3 separate regions of the Zea mays genome follow, and all the other regions are linked to region 1. A link is a contact called in public Hi-C data. All regions are on one chromosome and are shown on one strand. The core of a region is the stretch at or near the end of the contact, and the rest is flanking DNA. Distances in the headings are between cores, read along the strand shown.

What was found. Hi-C and Micro-C count contacts between places; a contact is called where the count stands out from the background.
Region 2: a contact with region 1 is called in a Hi-C map of leaf, with 3 times the contacts expected there. The contact joins the promoter of LOC100282769 here to the promoter of LOC100501320 in region 1. A contact is called at or near these places in 2 of 25 Hi-C or Micro-C datasets (both in leaf).
Region 3: a contact with region 1 is called in a Hi-C map of leaf, with 3 times the contacts expected there. The contact joins the promoter of LOC100383928 here to the promoter of LOC100501320 in region 1. A contact is called at or near these places in 7 of 25 Hi-C or Micro-C datasets (bundle sheath, ear, endosperm and 3 more).

The regions. Positions count from the first base shown.
Region 1 is chr7:176,406,266-176,409,789 of Zm-B73-REFERENCE-NAM-5.0, forward strand. LOC100501320 reads left to right here and starts at 1,881. Exons shown (of 2, transcript NM_001357671.1): 1 at 1,881-2,399; 2 at 2,498-2,938. The coding sequence starts at 1,978. The coding sequence ends at 2,690.
Region 2 is chr7:176,583,819-176,587,342 of Zm-B73-REFERENCE-NAM-5.0, forward strand. It overlaps LOC100282769, which reads right to left and starts at 1,725. Exons shown (of 5, transcript NM_001155675.2): 1 at 1,481-1,725; 2 at 1,262-1,364; 3 at 608-726; 4 at 71-198. The coding sequence starts at 1,332.
Region 3 is chr7:176,257,647-176,261,170 of Zm-B73-REFERENCE-NAM-5.0, forward strand. LOC100383928 (protein phosphatase homolog2) reads right to left here and starts at 1,618. Exons shown (of 9, transcript NM_001176547.1): 1 at 1,277-1,618; 2 at 852-940; 3 at 609-668; 4 at 240-452. The coding sequence starts at 1,562. It overlaps LOC103633443 (coproporphyrinogen III oxidase), which reads right to left. Exons shown (of 1, transcript XM_008655144.4): 1 at 2,399-3,524. The coding sequence ends at 2,618.

The DNA of each region.
Region 1 (3,524 bases), core at 631-3,130:
TTAGTATATTCTTACTATTTTTAGCTCTTAGAACCAAACATGTTAGAGACTAAACTTTAGTCCCGTAACTAAACTTTAGTCACTAGACTAAACAAACCAAACATGGCCTAACTTAGCTCTTAGATCCCATATTACGGAGTGAAGTGTTTAAAAAAAAGCTTGACGATGGATGTGCTGACCTAGCCCAATAATAGATTAACATTAACCAATCAGTGTGGTACCTTTTTTTTTTCCTTCCTTGTCCTCATTCAAACCTAGACCCGTTTGTCAGACTCTTCCTAAACAAACAAATCGTCGGTTCTTGACTCAGTGGTCTACCTCACGGGCTAATTATTTAAAACAACAATTAGTAGTAATCTTGATTATACATTTTACATGTATATATAGCATTATACACATGAATGACGAGAACTAAATGACGCGGATTAAGAATATACTTTAGATTATTTAACTTAGCCACCGGGAATTTACTAGAAGCTTAAGCTGCTCAACCCGTGGTCGCGGCCCTCCTCCTCGTCATCCTCGTCGTCCTGCGAGTAGAACTCGACGATCTCGGAAAGGTCGTCATCAGCGGCGGGGGCGGAGCCTTCGTCTTCGTCGCCGTCGCCGTCGCCGCCCACCCCGCCACCGTCGCGGGCCTTGGTTGCCAGCCACATCAGGTGCTCGAACAGCAGGGCGTCGACGTCGACGGCGACGCCTCCGCCGGGGGCCCGCCTCCCCGCGGCCGCCAGCAGCCGGCGCACCGGCCCGGCCTCCAGCACGGCGGGGTCGACGTGGAACACGCTCCTCGCCCTCCCCTTCGCCGCCGTCCCGACCTCCACCCTCACCGCCGCCACGGCGGCGTCGGCCTCGGCCTCGAGCGCCCGCGCGGAGTCCAGGCGGCGGTACGCGCCCGCGCTGCGGTGGGAGCGCGTCAGGAACGCGTAGCAGCCGGCCGCCGAGGGGCGCGGGGACGGGGCTTCGTCGCCGGCGGCGGCGTCATGGTGGCGGTGCGGCATGGCGGCGCGCTCTGCCGCCCAGCCGCCGTGATGAAGGAAGGCAACGCCGGTTACGCTTACGTGCAAGCCTTGAAGGGGGTTAGTGCGTCTGTGCGCGGGTTGGAGGGGGGGTGCTTTTCTTGGATCGGCGCGTTTTAAGCCGGCCGGGGAGGGTTTGGAACTAACGGTCGGATGGTGCGGCCGGCGGGTTTCCTACCGTGGTGGTGTTGGAAGATTTGGCTTACTTTCTTCTCTGGAAATAAAAACCATCTTTGCAGCTGCAGCGGATTTTGGTATGACATGTCCGCTGTCAAATTTAACTCAAAAAGAAAAAGAAAAGAAATCGAGTGTGTCCGTGAGTTTGTTGAACACACTGACGGTTCCATATTGAACACCGCTCGAGGAACGCACTGGCAAGCGTGTAAATAAAACCTGGCAGCATTATAAAACCGGATTAGCTCAATGGGAGTTGAGCAGACAGCGGTGGCCGTGGTTGTTAGCTAGCCAGTTCTGGTTCATGTGGGCTGAACCAAGGCCGAAGTTTCCGGGAATGATACGCCGCTGATTATTCCCTGTCGTCAGGACGGAGACGGCAGGAGTAAACAACCATTCACCGCCGCCGGTCGCCAGGTCAGGTGTGTCCAGATCAGTGGTCGTTTGAGCTAGCTTGGTAGGAAGGAGTACGTGCTTTGCGCGAGAAGATACATCGATGCATCAGTCTGGTAGAGTGGTAGTGGTAGTGGTAGGTCAGGCCTCATCGTCCCGATGGGACTGGCCGCCACGAATCACCTGCACTTGCCGTCGCGGCCTGCTGCGTCGCGCACTCTGAAAGCCCGGCGACGACGTATCGCGCTCGCGTCGCGTGCAATGCAATCAACGCCCCCGCCACGTCACCACATGCAGCACCCGACGTGGCCCGGCACGTCACCGCGTTGCTCCCGAGCCCAACACGTGCCGCCGCCGGACGTGTGTCCGCCCGCACGAAGAAAGCTCCTGGCCAATGGGGCCGGGCTGGAGGAGGAGGGGCTCCCAACCCAACCTTCGCTCGCTTCCGTCCACCGGTTCCAGGTTCCAGCCGCGCGACGCGACGCGACGCCTCTCGATCGCCACCAGCTTGCAGCAGCCCGCGGCAATGAGCGGCAACAGGAACGGCAGGGGCAAGGGTGGCGCCGCGCGGCCCGTGGCGACATGCATGGCCGCCATCATCGTCTGCGTCGTCGTGCTGCTCGTCGCGGCGTCGGCTCTGCTGTTCCTGCTGTCGTCGTCGCCGCCGCCGGCGACGGGGGTACCGGGGAACGGGCCGCCTCGAGAGCCGGTGGAGCTGGCGATCGGCCTCGCCGGGCACGAGCGCTGGCTGGACGCGCTCCGCGCGTGGGCCAAGCTCGCGTGCTTCAACCTCCGCCGGCCGCCGGCCGAGCCGCGGTAGATGATTATCCGTTTCACTACTGCCCCGCTGTTCTGGATCGGGAGACGTGTGTGCTCTCAGTTCTCACGCCTGCCGTGTGTGTGTGTGTGGCAAGGTACCATCTGCCGCGGAGCCCGGCGGCGTCGGTGACGAAGGCGGCCAAGAGCACCCTGGAGATGGGCAAGGAGATGGTGGAGAAGTTGGCGGAGTCGGCGGCCAGGGCCACCGAGGAGGCGCTCGAGAGGACCACCGAGAAGGTCAGGAGGAAGGTCTCGCCGTCGGCGCGGCGCCCTGATGGAGACCTCTGAGCGGAACTTTTCCGGGCTTTTTTTGTTTGTTCCTTCTTCGTTTTCTAAAGCTTCAGTGCTGTGTACTCTGTAGCGTCTATATCCTGTAGCGTGTAAAATTGTCAAGAACGTACTGTACCACCAGCCAGACCACAGCGTTTGGTAAGTTCGCGATGTAAACGTGTTCTGTATGAGGTGTGGACGTATCGCGAATCTGCGACGCAGATCGATGCTTGCAAATTATATTCAGTGAGCCAGTACTGTACCATACAATAACCACAGCGTTTGGTTGAAGCATTCAGGATATGCAGATGAAACGTCCAGCGTACCTTCTCGTTGCAGAGATACCATACCAAACTTGCACCGGTTAATAAACTCACTGAAGCAAAATTGAGGGCAAAAAACGAGACAAACCTATAAGCCAAGGCTCAGCTTCAACCCACGGCCACCTTAACCTGTTCATACTAGTTCTTAAATCACCAAACAAGTTATACGTAGAGCACACACCACTAAACACAAGGAAGATACAACTTGTGAAAACTTCTACTCGTGTAAATGCAAGCAAATATACGAATACGCACATTTTGAATGCAACAACCAAGCTTATGAGCTTACTCCACCTACTTGTGTGCTCCAAACAATTTGATACATCTCAGTTTCTCCATATTGGTCCGATGTCCTCCTTTGTATCTTTGTATATACGAATATGCACATTTTAAATGCGACTTACTTCTCCCCATGATCTATCTTTGTATCCATCTTCTCCCCCCTTTGTCATCAATTTCCAACAAGGGATAGCTTCCTATTGATGTAGGATGGGGTAGATGCCACTCTTGGACTTTCAAGACACCGCTT
Region 2 (3,524 bases), core at 475-2,974, 180 kb after region 1:
TACAAATTTAATTAAAATTCCCCGAATTATGATATGGTCAGATTTCAGAAACTAAGAGGAGCTCACTTACATAATGAGACTCATTCTTCAGCGTGTTGTTCTCCTTTCGAAGAGATTCTACTTGTGAAAGTAGATCTTTAAGTATTCGTGTAGTGTCACTTAATATGCATGCCTTTCCATTGTTCTGTCTATCAGGTTCTGAAAACAGATGACACTGGTTAGGAAAAATTTAAATGCAACTTTGAGCATAAGTATGGTAGTAGTAGTAGTAGAGTTGAGACAAAATAATCAATAACCACATATGCATGGAACACTTGCAGCAGGTTGTCTGTATAACAATGACAAGTGTGTTTTGAATATTATCCACGTAAACATGCTAAACTCTGAAAGTTGGACTTGGAAATCCAAAACTGAAGGAAATCAACAAACAGCAGGCACGCAGGTGAGTTGCAAACTGCACTGACCTGGACAAAATGATATGGAAGAAACAGGATGGCACAAAATAAATCGAAACAGCATGGATTTTTCGAGTTAAGAAAGGAACACTCTAATGTTATGCAGCCATAGATCATGCTGTTGTAGATTCAATTTGTAACAGAACGCATACCTAGCATGTTTCCCAGCTCACCAAAGAGATCATTCTGCTTGTCCCGCTTACGTTTCTCTCTCTCAGATTTATGCACCTTCTTTGGAGCCTTCTTTTCGCACTTGTTGTTCTGGATAGGCCTATCGAATGTTCGGTATCAGCGATAAATTGTGTCGCGCACTTGCAGTAGAAAAGCTTGCTAATTAGGGAATCATGCTCGAAGAATGTAACAAGCCTTCGCCACTCTTTGGCTCTGCCTTATCCACAGCCTCGACATTAGAGAAAGCAGAACTTCCTTTGAAGGGATTATCAACTATTCAGTGACAAACATCCACATTTGCTTCTACTAGTTTTGCAGGTACAGGGTGCCAAAAAAAACATGGGGAGGGAGAGTGAAGTACTACAAATTAAAAAAAAACTCATGAAACCTTTTTTTTCTCTCGAACTGCAGCACATCATCGTTGTTGAATTAAAGAGAGGTTTAAACCAATGTTAGACATGATTCCGAACTACGTGTGCAGAGACCGACAAGAAACACTAGTGATCGATCACCAAAGACCTAATGCGATCAAACGCGCAGCAAAAACTACAGTATGTAGCTGCTGCTTTTTTCTTTTTCCTTTCTTCCATTGATTAGTCAAAATCACGAGTCACGACTCACGACGCAAGACTCACCCTTGAACGGGCTTCTCCGTCGGGGGCGCGGTGGCAGCAGCGGCGCTGTGCGCCCTATCCCTGGGCACCATGGGTGATCAAGGGGGTTGATCCGGTACCTTTGCTGCAACAACAAATCAAGAGCTCCGCGTCAGTTCCCCCCACACCCTAACCACAGAGCATCCGACGCCGAGGGCGGGAAACCAGAAGGCAAGGACTAGGGGGGAAAACGAGCCTCACCTTCCCGAAACTAGCTCGAATCGAGGTCAGGATGAGGGAGACGGAGAGAGCTAGGGGCGCGATGCGGCGATTTGAGGGCTCGGTTGAGCCCGGCCCTTTCTTCGATTGCGGTAGGGAGACGACGATGATGGGATGGGATAGGCAGGGAGGAGACGGAGAAGAAAGGGGACAAGGGCGGGGCCCACGGCGCGGCAGGAAGAAGAACCGGAGCGGGAGAAGGAACTGAGATCTCTGTCTCGCTGATCCGTGGGGCAGGGCGTTGGCGTGGCCCGCTTGACGGGGGGAAAGGGTAGTTTCCCGGGTCCGGTGGGCTGGGCGGCGCCACGCGCGGGGCGTGTGGGAGGCAGGCACACACGGCCACACCGCTGCTCCGCCCTGGGCCCCTGGCGCGTGGAGGCGGATCGGATGGGATGTGACATTGGCACATCGCCACCCACCAACGTCCAGCCAGCGCATGTGCCACTGCTGCACGCCGCGCCGCCCTTATATTTTAATGCTTACTGTATCTTGCAACAATTCACAAACTATGCGCACCGTGCAAGTAACGGCGTCTGAGTGGCTTCTTAAGAGCTACTTCCTGTGTTAGTTATTTTTGTGGGTCTGTCTTATATATAAAAAAAGTAAAGACTTGTATTAAATAAGGTACTACCTCCGTTTTTTTATTTATCGTGGTTTAGTTAAAAATGAATTAGCGGACGACACATATTCAAGAACGGATGTAGTATATATTATGTTTTAGTGTCATAGGAGAAATTGGCGTGATGTTAACATAGTTATATAATTGAACTTCATTCGGTCGCGTGGAGTCATTGGAAAAGGAACGAAGGTGCATCTCGTGCACACCGTCGTTGTTGTTGATAAACCATGGCACGATCGTCGTACCACCCAGAAACAGGACATACGTCATGCGGCTCTTCATCTCCTGGTTTGACTATATAAGCTTTACCATATCATCATCACTCGGTTCATCTCTGCTTTAGCGCTTAGTTAAACGTCCTCATTCTAGTTCTTACTTGTTCGAGCACTCTAAGAGCATGTGTCTAAAACGAGTGTCGTTCTGAGATTTCGCGTACCCGGGTGAAGTCGACAATCACATTTTTTAGGAGTGTACAAAAGCGACGTGATTGCTCACTCTGTCTTCTCCTTCCTGGTGTTAGTGGTGCTTAATGTTTCATCCTCTCCTTCCTAGAGAAACAGTGGTGATCTGCGCAGCTACCTCACTACACTCCACCGAGCGGGATGCTCACATTCGGAAGACTTCGAGCACTCGGTTTTTTTCCGAGGATCGTCGACAAACAGCATGACTGCTCGCTTCGTCTTCTCCTTCCCTATGCTAATGGTGATCGACGTTTCGTCTTCTCCTCGATGAAACGGTGGTGGTCGACACGCTGTACTGCACTAAACGGGACGGCTACGCCAATACACAAAATATCTGCCGCTGGTATGTTGTCATAAATATGTTTTTTCCTAGATTAAATTACTACTGAATCATCTACATACCTAACATTTTAGTCATGACAGCGTCCTCCATATTAAATGTGGAACATGTTCACGTTCAGAAGAATTCAAGCACTCAACAATCTAAACAAACCAGCCGTCCTTCTCAGCCAGGTCACCCATCGTTTTGGCGTTTTCCATAGGGTTGGTGAAGTCTAGCAAAAGAGGTGCAGCCTGAAGGCATTGGATCGCGTCGGGAGGTGGGTGGCGCGTGGCGGGCACACACTGGCCCCCTGGCGCCTAGTTTGCACGGCACGGCGGCACCCACAGAGTTGCCGCCGTGCGCCCTTTCGCCCGCGCCTGCGGTCTCGCACTCTCCGCCAAGCGCCGGGGACTCGTCTCGAGCTCGAGGACTCTCTTGGCCTCTGGGGTCTGTGCTCCAAGCCTCAGACAAACACGTCCACACCCGACCTCAAGAGCCATGTTATTCCAAGCCGATCGCATCACGATTCACGAACTCGCGATTATGAAATACTACTAAAAGACAGCGCAGCTTGGGAGTAGAGGACAAAGCCTGCATTAGGTTAAGCGCAACGGACGTCAGAAG
Region 3 (3,524 bases), core at 368-2,867, 150 kb before region 1:
AGTATAGGGATGCTTGCTGATACAGTACAATACCATCTAGAACTTCTAGTTGCTGTCTTGATAGTCTAGTTCCTGCTTCCTAGGTAGCCAGTCCAGCACCTAGGTTAAAACTAAACAGAAATTGATGATGGATGCGTTTAGACAAACAAGGGATCTAACTAATACATTTTTTAATATCATAGTAGCAGCATGTATCTAACAAATAGGCAAGGTATAAAGCACAAACAAGTATAGCTCACCATGTGCCTCTGAAGCTGTTCTTTGCGCTTCATGAAGTTGAGGCAAAATTCACAGAAAAACAGCTTCGGGCAGTCATTGTACTCTGGTGGAAAAGGAGAGAAATACCATGTATCTATCTCATATCTCCCAAGTTCAATCTTTGCAATATTTTTCACTTTTGTGAATTCTTCATGTTCCCGCAAGCTGGCTGCATCAAGCTCCTCGTGTCCTTGCTACCAAAACAATTGAGGTCAAATGAGCTAGAAATATTTTGTGCAGTGAACGCACAAGGAGCTAATGCTTCAACTAGCACTGACATAATAAACCTTCACATAACATTTATGTGAAAATAGTAAATGTGCGATGAGCAATAACAATATGCAGCATACCTCCACATGTGTTTCATCAATTTTACGCTTCTGGTGCCGTGTCATCTTTAAGCTTGTTGCCTGGATAAATATCAAAAGATAATCACATTAAGCATTCATTTTGCAAAAGCGGTGTTGTCAACAAAAGTTAGACATTGCTTCACAAAAATGTTGGCAATCAAATGGTGCTACCACTGACCAAATGTGAAGAAATGGTATGGCTATTATTAGTACGTATGGCAACATAAGTGCAATTCCCTTTACCTTATCTTCGACTTTCTCATCAACATCGGTCTCGACAGTAGCAAGATCAAGCTGCTCAAGCTTAACCCACTCGTCAAGTCTTCTATTGACTGCGAGCCCATATCATTTAAGATATGTCAGTCCACAATTATCAGAACAGGCTGCAGTTAATACAGAGGCCGGCCTTAGCTCCGACTAAAATTGTCGGAAGAGTTTGTGACTATACTAAATTATCAACCAGCAGAACGATCATTGCTGAAATTTGCAGAGGTATGAAACAGAAAGCTCAAATCATCACAAAAACCTTTCCAATTACATGTATTCTACACCCAATCAGCCAGTTGCATGACAAGGCCAAAATTCCCCAAAGCCGAAGAGCACGAAACCTAACCCTAGACTGACAGCAAGCATCCTGACAACAAGACGCGAGGCAGAGAGGCTCTTACACTCGGTGTAATGGACGTAGTACTCGTAGTCAGCGGGGGAAGAGGAAGCGGAGCCCTTGCGGCGCTCGATGACCTTGACAGGGTGGAGCTTCTGGTCGCGCCACCGGCACATCACGCGTGTGCCCACCTCCAGGGGAAGCTGGGCTGCCCACGACGCGGGCGCAGCCGAGGACCTCAGCCTCCTCTCAACACCTCCTCCGTTCGACGCGGCGCCCGCCCCGTTGCCGGCTCCGCCACCGGCGGCGGAGCCGTTCTCCGGCGCGGTCGACGCTTCCATAGAGCCCATTCGTCGTCGGAGCCGGAGCGGATCAGATGTGACTGTGAGCGATTCGGGGTTGGGCCTTCTGGGCTGTATGGGGCCTTTAGGCTTTCGTATCTGTTCTTTAGAAGTTCCGGTCCGGAACTCGTTATGACTTTGTGGGACCTGCGTGTAAGAAGTTGCGATAGGTTGTGTGGGCTAACTTGCGCCACGTCCGCGCCCAGTTTAATTGGTTGATCAGCTATAGCGATGACATTTCCTCTTTTTTTCTTAGGGTCCGTTGGAATTGAATTCTATTTTAATAATTATAATTTAGATAAAATTAATTAAGTTTATATATTTATATATGTAATATATTTGTATATTATTCTAAATCATATGGGAGAGATAGTTATATATTATATTTATGTTATACAGGCGCAAGTAGAATAATATGTTATAAGTTGTACATCGGAAAAATAGCATGTAAATCTATAGAATCAATTTCCATCTCTCACCCTATAAATTTGAGGTAAGCTTGTATGATAACTTTGGAAAGCGGTGAAATGTCGTATTCTAAAAAAATAATATATTCCATTAGTAAGATTCCAATTCCTCGAAATAAAAGGAAACAAACGGGATCTTAGGGCTTGTTTGGGAACAAGCGTAATGAAAGGCATTGATGGGGCTAGAATCATTCACTATTTAAAATTAAATAGTGGAGAATTATAGCCCCCTTCAATCTCCTCCATTACCCTTACTCTCAAACAAACCCTAACAGGTCGCTGCTCAGGTAATGGGCATGGCATTGTTCAAAACAAATTTATTTATAGTTCAAGTCGGTAACGTATTGCAATCAAACAAATATCGGCAGACCACTAAAATGGTACCATGCTGCACATAACATAGGAATTCAATGAGTAAATATAAATCAGATTTACAGAGGAAATTACAAGCTGAATTTTAGTCGTTGATGGAGATGTACATGTACTTGTCTCTCTCAAAAAAAAAACTCGTTCGTCATGCGAGATGGATTTTCTTTGCAGTCTGCACTCTGCAGTGCAGCACGGACCCAACTCAAACACAGCCCCATGCTAGGAAGCTCATAGTCCCCTGTCCTTGGCCAGAGCTTCGGCCGCCCTCCTTCCCGACACCAGCGCGCCGTCGAACGTGGCAGAGCACCAGTGGTCACCGCAGACGTACAATCCGTCACCCACTCTCGGGTCCCTCCCCGCCGGTGTCGTGGGCGGCGTCTGGTCCGGCTGCGCGAACCCGATGCGATACGTCGACAAGTGTGTCCACGACGCGACCTCTCCGTCGCCGAACCACCCGCCAAGCTCCCGGACCACTTCGTCGGCCAGATCGGCGTCCTCCCTGTCGGCGAACGAGCCAACGAGGGACACGGACACCAGCACCTTACCCGCCGGTGCGTACGACGGCGCCACGTTGGTGACGAAGAACATGTTGTTCACTATCCCCTTGCCCGACCCGTTGAGCAGCAGGATGGGGTCCTGGACCGGCGCCCGGTCGGTGGAGAAGTAGAGGCACACGGTGCTCCTCTCCGATTTCTTGGCCTTTCCTTGAGCTGGTAGCTGCGGCAGAAGCTTCTCGGCCTGAGGCTGCTCGACAGCGACGATGACGCCGAGTCCGCCGGCGACGGTTTCGCCGGTATCCAGCGTCACACCGGACTGGTCGATGCCGACGGCGCGGGTGTTGAGGCGGACGGAGCCCGCTGGCAGGCGAGCCGCGAGCTGCGCCGCGATGGCGCCGATGCCGTCCTCCGGCAGGGCGTTGTCGCCCAGGGCGAGGCGCTTGAACACGAGCTCGAAGAGGCGGGACGACGTGTCGAGCGCAGGGTCGAAGAATATTCCTGCGAGGAACGGCCGCAGGAACCGCTCCACGATGGAGGGCGAGAAGCCGAGCCGCGCCAAGTGCTCCCCCGTGGTCGTCTCCGGCGCCGAGAGGATGACGTCGTCCGGGGTGGCGGCCGCCCGGAGGCGCGTGAGCCCG